2 separate regions of the Mus musculus genome follow, and region 1 is linked to region 2. Evidence: chromatin contacts called from public promoter capture Hi-C data. All regions are on one chromosome and are shown on one strand. Each heading gives the region's core, a stretch centred on a gene start, on an enhancer-like site or on the middle of the called end of the contact. The rest is flanking DNA. Distances are from core to core; before and after follow the strand shown.

Region 1 (3,301 bases), core at 402-2,901, 2.9 Mb after region 2:
ATATATGGCACAATTATTCAACCTGTGTTTCACCAAGAACTCAACACTCAGTGGTGGGTGAATATGCCCTTAAGGTCTTAAGATAAAATTACTTTAAAAACCTATGATATTAAGTAACCCTTAAGAGCAAATTGAAGGTTGCCTGATCCAAAACAGCATTCTATGCTCATATATATATATATACATATATATATATATATGTATATATATATGTGTGTGTGTGTACATGTGTGTGTATATATATATATACACACATACATATATGTGTATATACATAGACATATGTATACACACACACACACATATATATACGTGTATATATATATATATATACACACACACATATTATATACATCAATTACAAATAACATTCTAATGTAATCACGCAAGAGATTCAACAAGTACTGAGGCATGCAAAAAATGTTCCTGTCAAACACCAAAGCTATAGTGATATACCGCTTAGTAAGATTAAGGAAAAAAAAGAAAAACACACTAGCATTAGGACATTCTATCAATGTAGTATTATAAATAAATAAATAAATAAATAAATAAATAAACAAACACTTTCTTCAAGCTACACATGGGTTCTATTTGCCAAGATCTATGACGCTTCTTTACTAACCAAAGTTATAACCGCTTACAAGCTCTCTGCCTGTACGTGGATTAGCAACGAGGACTGCTTCCATATATCTGTGGCCCAAACAAGCTTACATTCTAAATCTCTGAGTCATGAAAGTCTTACTGAAGCAAACGCTGTGCTCTTAAATATCACACTTCCATTAACTTCTAGGTAACACTGGGTTCCCTCTCCCAAATTCACACGAAATATGTATTTTTTTTTCCGTTCTCAGTAGTATGTCATTTGATGTCAATGATGGCACTGGATGCCCTAGAATATTTTCCATTTGGAAAAGATGCAAAATTTTCCACTCAAGACATGACAACCTGGCAAACTCATGCCTTTCACTTTCTAACTACCGGATGAAAACCTAAGCAAACTGGACTTTACTAAGCATTTGCTATGTAATAATCACTTCCACCGTATACCTCAGACAGCTGCAAAGGAAAGGTGGACTGAAAAGGGACCTGCATCGCGTGACAACTAGTGAGGCCCGATCCTCTCCTCCCACCTACAGGACCAAAGACCGGGGGCCAGGCGGAGGACGCTTATGCTTGAGCCGGGACATGGGCAGGACATGGGGGACAGCCACAATTACCGATGTTCCTGTGACCCTGCAACTGCTCCAGCGCCGCCCTCTCTTTGCGGAAACCATACTCCGCGGCCGAGGCCGCAGCCCCGGTGGTTCCCGGAGGCAGGAACTGCTTGAGGGCGCCGGGGGGCGAGCCCGGGGTACCGCAGCACCGCACCCGGTACACCGAGGCCGACGAGCCGCTGCCCAGGCGGCTCTGGACCTGCCACAGCCGCCCGAAGGCCTCCAGGAAGCGCGGCGGCTCGGCGCCCCACGCGCAGCCGGACCCCGCCATGGTGCGGGCTGGGCCGAGGACACGCGAGCCGACACGACGCGCCAGGCAGGCCCGCGGCGCCCGCCGTCACATCCCCGCCCGGACCCGCCGCTCCGCAGGGAGGGGCCTGCAGCGCTCCGACCGACTCCCCGGACCTCAGGCCGCCATGACACCGGAAGCCGGAGTGCACTCGGACCCAGCCGGAAGTGGGGGAAAGCCAATCCTAGAGGCTGAAGGAGGCGGGCCTAAGAGGGGCGGGGCCTCCAGGGGGAAAATTGTTTAGCACAAAACAACTGAGATATTAAACTTAATTATTAGAGATGGGGTGTAGCACAGTAGTAAAGTGCTTGCCTTGAATGCGCAAGGAAGGCCCTGGCTCCAGCAAAATATATGATTATTGATTTTTTTGTTTTATTTATCTTTAAAGAGTTATTATATTTGTATTTATATATTTGTGTATTTGTTCCTCATGTGTGCAGAAGTCAGAAGAAGGTGTAATATCTTTTGGTGCTGAAGTTACAGGAGATTGTGAGCTGCCGGGTTTGGGTGATGGGAACCAAAGTCCTGTCCTGGGGAAGATCAGTATTTCCTCATAGCCACTGAACTGTTTGTCTCTTGTGCAGCTATCTTATTTTCTATTACCTATTGTTTCAAGCTGAAAGCTACGTGCTTTCACATCTTCCTGATATCCATCATTACCACCTCCCTTTCTAATATAACTCCGATTTTCTTTGGAACAGTAATATACACAAAAGAAATACCTGGCCTCTCTCAGAAGTGGCTGTGACCACGCCCTCTCTCTAGTCAATAAGACCTTCCTGCATAACTAACAAGGATTTATTGGAAGATCTAACTTGACTCACTTAGATGTTGTGTTTTCTTCCCTGTTACTTCCTATCTCCTGCTTAAGAAAATAAGCGTAAAGCTAAAGACAGATTAGTTGGGGCTAGAGAAATGGCTTAGCAGCTAAGAGCACTGACTGCTCTTCCAGATCAGGGTTCAATTCCCAGCATCCACATGGCAACTCACGAGTGTCTATAACTCAAGTCCCAGAGCATCTGGCACTCTTACACAAACATGCAGGCAGAATTTCAGTGTATATAGAAATAAATAAATCTTAAAAAGCAAAACAAAAAATAAAGACAGATTAGTCATCCTGTTTATGAAGCAACTGAGAGAATAAAAGCAACATATTAATATATTAATTGGATGTGATCTATTGTGCCAAAAAGCCCAAAGTATGTTGTCTTAGATATGGAAGCATTCCCTTCTACAATTAATAATGCAGGGTTCTGCCAATCTCAGTGGACTTTTATCTTTGTGACCTATGTGTTTGCCTTGTCTTTCAGCATTTCATGGTTTTGAGAATGGGGAAAGAGACCAAAGAAGCACAAAAATAGCCAAAATGGTACTGAGTTTTCTGGTCGTATCCCATTAGCTAGTGCTTACCTAGTCATATGACCCAAGCTAGCTCCAGACAAGCTAGAAAATTCACATAAAATTCATAACTAATGGAAGAAGAGGAAACTGGGTGTATAGGGACAAATAAACGCAAGTCTAGATCATTCATGACCCAGAAGAAATGCAAAAGGTTTCTGGATCCTTGACAGCTTGGTAGAAATCCATTGTGCTTCCTAAAACCATCCTCCAGACTTCTTACTGGGGGGGGGCAGGGTGCCTATTTGATTAAAGAATCTTAATGTTTTAAAAACACAAGAGCTTTTATGCATATAAATATGCACAGTGTAGCATTTACCACATTAGTCATTTTTAAGTGTATAGGTAATATAAAATATTTTGACCTTGTGCAAACATTATCAACAAACATCTGAGGAAC
Region 2 (3,333 bases), core at 730-3,229:
TAGTGTGCTTTCATGTGGGTGCAGGGGAACTGAACTCAGATCTTCTGCAAGAGCAGACAGTGCTTAGAGAAAGCACTGACTCCAGCCCCATTTCACCGATTCTAACCCTCCCCTTTTCATAACTTTAAGCTAGTGTATGTAGAGCTACAGTATAGTATGGTTTAACTAGATTCTTAATATTATATAGTCAGCATCATACTTGTTAAACTCCACATCAAGCACGTATAAAATGCTATACAGTACATATTGTCTCAGTCAAGCTTCTTAACAGCTTTACCCAGCTGGTGCCATTAATGGTTACAGAAAACTGAGGCTAAAAGCCTTAATCAGTAGACTCAAGCAGAACTGAAAACCTGGCAGAGCTAAAGGTCAACCCTTTGTCCTATCTCAACATTTACCTTGGGTGATGTAGAAGATTAAATAAAAACATACCCTTGTGTGAACTCCTGCTCAAATCAAGACTCAGCTCAGACTGACCTTTCTGAAGCTATTCTTTTCTTTTCTTTTTTGGTTTTCCAAGACAGGGCTTCTCTGTGGAGCCCTGTTTGTCCTGGAACTCACTTTGTAGACCAGGCTGGCCTCGAACTCAGAAATCCACCTGCCTCTGCCTCCCAAGTGCTGGGATTAAAGGCGTGCACCACCACCGCCTGGCTTCTGAAGCTTTTCTGAATCCTCCGTGAAGAATCGGTCTTGCGCTCTCAACACTTTAGCTATAATTCTATCTTACTATGGCGTACAATTTCCCTGGGGAATTTTGGAACCAAGGAATCTTATCTTGCTCCATCTTACAGGGCCCAGTACTGTTCCTGACATATATTTAATGTCTATTAAAGACGTATATTTATAGTTATATCTTTATTTAATAGACATATATTTAATATCTATTAAAGGAGTCCTGGATAAATATAAGGCAAGAGAAACTAAAAAGGTAATGCTACAGAAGATTTATAAATTGTGTGCAGTGAAATTTGGAAGAACAATGACAGAAAATGGAAGTCAAACTGGGCATGGTGGCACAGTTATGGAAAGCTAGGACAGGGGGGTCTCTTGAGTGCTCCAGGTCAACCAGGGCTCCATAGTGCAACCCTGTCTCAAAAAAACACAAGGACGCACAAAGGAAGACTTCTGAGTTTTCTTGAGGAAAAAGAGCAGATCTGAGAATTGGGAGGAATCGAGTGCTCTTATATCAAGGCCTTCCCGTCATTTTCTCGCCCCGCTTGCACACGGTAATTTACAGTCCATCACGGAGGACATCTGAGTGTATGAGGCTCTCTCAAGACATCCTACTTTTACACACCACACCTTTTTCTATCCCCGTGTCCGTCCCCCCCCAACCCCCCGGCTGTTTTTTTTTTTCTTTCTTTCTTTTTTTTTTCGAGACAGGGTTTCTCTGTATAGCCCTGGCTGTCCTGGAACTCACTCTGTAGACCAGGCTGGCCTCGAACTCAGAAATCGGCCTGCCTCTGCCTCCCAAGTGCTGGGATTAAAGGCGTGCGCCACCACCGCCCAGCCCCCAAAACACTTCTAACTCAAATTCAACGTTTTCACTTCTTCCCCTTCGACTGCGCCACCGTTCCTTCCAATAAAAGCCCGGCCGCAGCAAGCGAGTTGTGCAGCCCTTCTCCTCCAACGGCGTCCCCGGCATCATAAAGGCTGGTTTAACCAGCGCCCGAGGACTCCTCGACTCGGCTCGCCCAGCCCAGGACCGGGGCGAGCCCCCAGACCCTGACGCTCCGCACGCGGTGGCCTAACTTTTCGGCCACGGAGGCGGGGATGCGGGTGAAGTCCAGCCACCGTGTGACAGGGTTCTAGTGTGAGGTAGGCGATCGGGCTCGGAGAGCAGGTAACGCACTGCCGAGGTCGCAACGCCGCCGCCACCACACCGCCATCCTCCGACCGACCTGGCTTTCCAACTCTCGCGAGACCGGGCCTGGCGCGCGCCTTCGGCCCCCGAGACTTGCGCGTTGCCGCTCTCTCCCGACTATGGCGGCCAGACGGCGGGAGTGAAGCCTGTAGTTCCGGGTCGGCGCCCCGGAAGCGGAAGTGTAGACTCGGGGCTGTCAAAGTTGTAGCGCTCCTCGAGGGTCGGTCCCGCCACGTCTCTTCCCGGTCTCTCTGGCTCTGGAGTGCTTTCCCCCCGCGGAGGGTGGGAGCGCGGGGACAGACGGGCGAGATGAGCACCATGTTTGCAGACACGCTGCTCATCGTCTTTATCTCCGTGTGCACCGCGCTGCTCGCCGAGGGTGAGGGCGGCTGTTTCCTTGGACGTTTGATTAATCCCAGGGTGGAAGGGCACTGGGGTCCCTCGCACCCCATGAGCAAAGATCGGGAGCCTCACTCCCTGCGGCCTGCGTGGTCCGTTGCAAGAAATCCCGGGCTCATCCCCCTATAGAAGCAGGAGAGTAGTGTGGAGTCATACGTCCTGATTTTCTTTACGTATTTGTGGATACACTGAAAAAAACAAAACAAAACATGGGTTGATCTGACTTTGAAAAAAGTTACTGATAAGTATAGAGCAAAATGTCGAAATCCTTTTGTCTCCAATACTAACAATTAAAGATGGTTTGTTGTGATTTCCATTTATTTCTCATTAGCATGTTGCTTTTACTGTTTAGGCATAACCTGGGTCCTGGTTTACAGGACAGACAAATACAAGAGATTGAAGGCAGAAGTGGAAAAACAAAGTAAAAAATGTGAGTATGGTAAGACGGTGGACGGTTCAACACGGGAAGTTCAATGGGTGCATGTTCACAGTAACTAAGAGAGGAGTATACCAAGAATACTACAAGCCAGTGTTCCTTGTTAGGGCAACTGAAATCTCAACACTCAGGAGATGGACATGATTGTGAGTTCGCAGCTAGTGTGGGCTACATAGGGAGATTCATGTTACAAACAAAACCATACTCTAACTTGGTAAAGATAGAAATCAAAGACCTTTGTGCAGCATCTTTAATAAAGCTAAAAGGAATCTGGGTGTGGTAGAGCTCCAGATAGGGCAGGCCTGGTCTACATAGTGCATTCCAGGCTGGATCTACTTCCTGTCGAGACCTTGCCTAAAACGGGGGGGGGGGGGGGGGGGGCGGGGAGCTAAAGGGGAAAGGGGTCATGGCAGACACACACACACACACACACAGAGTCTTCATTCTAAAGAAGAGGTCCTGTTCTGTTGTGAGAGACTATGGAAGATCTCATGGTACAGATGGACCCAGTGCCTTGTGGATTAGTTAGAATGTAGATAGAAGATAAAAGAGGGAGAGGAAATTCTAGGGAAAGGAAAAATCACGTAAACATGGAGATTTGAATGTGTGAGCTGTGTTTGGAGAATAAGTCACT

What was found. Promoter capture Hi-C pulls out the DNA fragments that hold promoters and counts their contacts.
Region 1: a promoter capture Hi-C map of pre-B cells shows a contact between it and region 2. The contact joins the promoter of Uhmk1 here to the promoter of Tmco1 in region 2. A contact is called at or near these places in 2 of 39 promoter capture datasets (embryonic stem cells and pre-B cells), 1 of 484 Hi-C or Micro-C datasets (CD4 T cells) and 1 of 9 other capture datasets (adipose tissue).

The regions. Positions count from the first base shown.
Region 1 is chr1:170,213,756-170,217,056 of GRCm38.p6, forward strand. Uhmk1 (U2AF homology motif (UHM) kinase 1) reads right to left here and starts at 1,652. Exons shown (of 8, transcript NM_010633.4): 1 at 1,218-1,652. The coding sequence starts at 1,485.
Region 2 is chr1:167,306,691-167,310,023 of GRCm38.p6, forward strand. Tmco1 (transmembrane and coiled-coil domains 1) reads left to right here and starts at 1,980. Exons shown (of 7, transcript NM_001039483.1): 1 at 1,980-2,243; 2 at 2,616-2,693. The coding sequence starts at 2,174.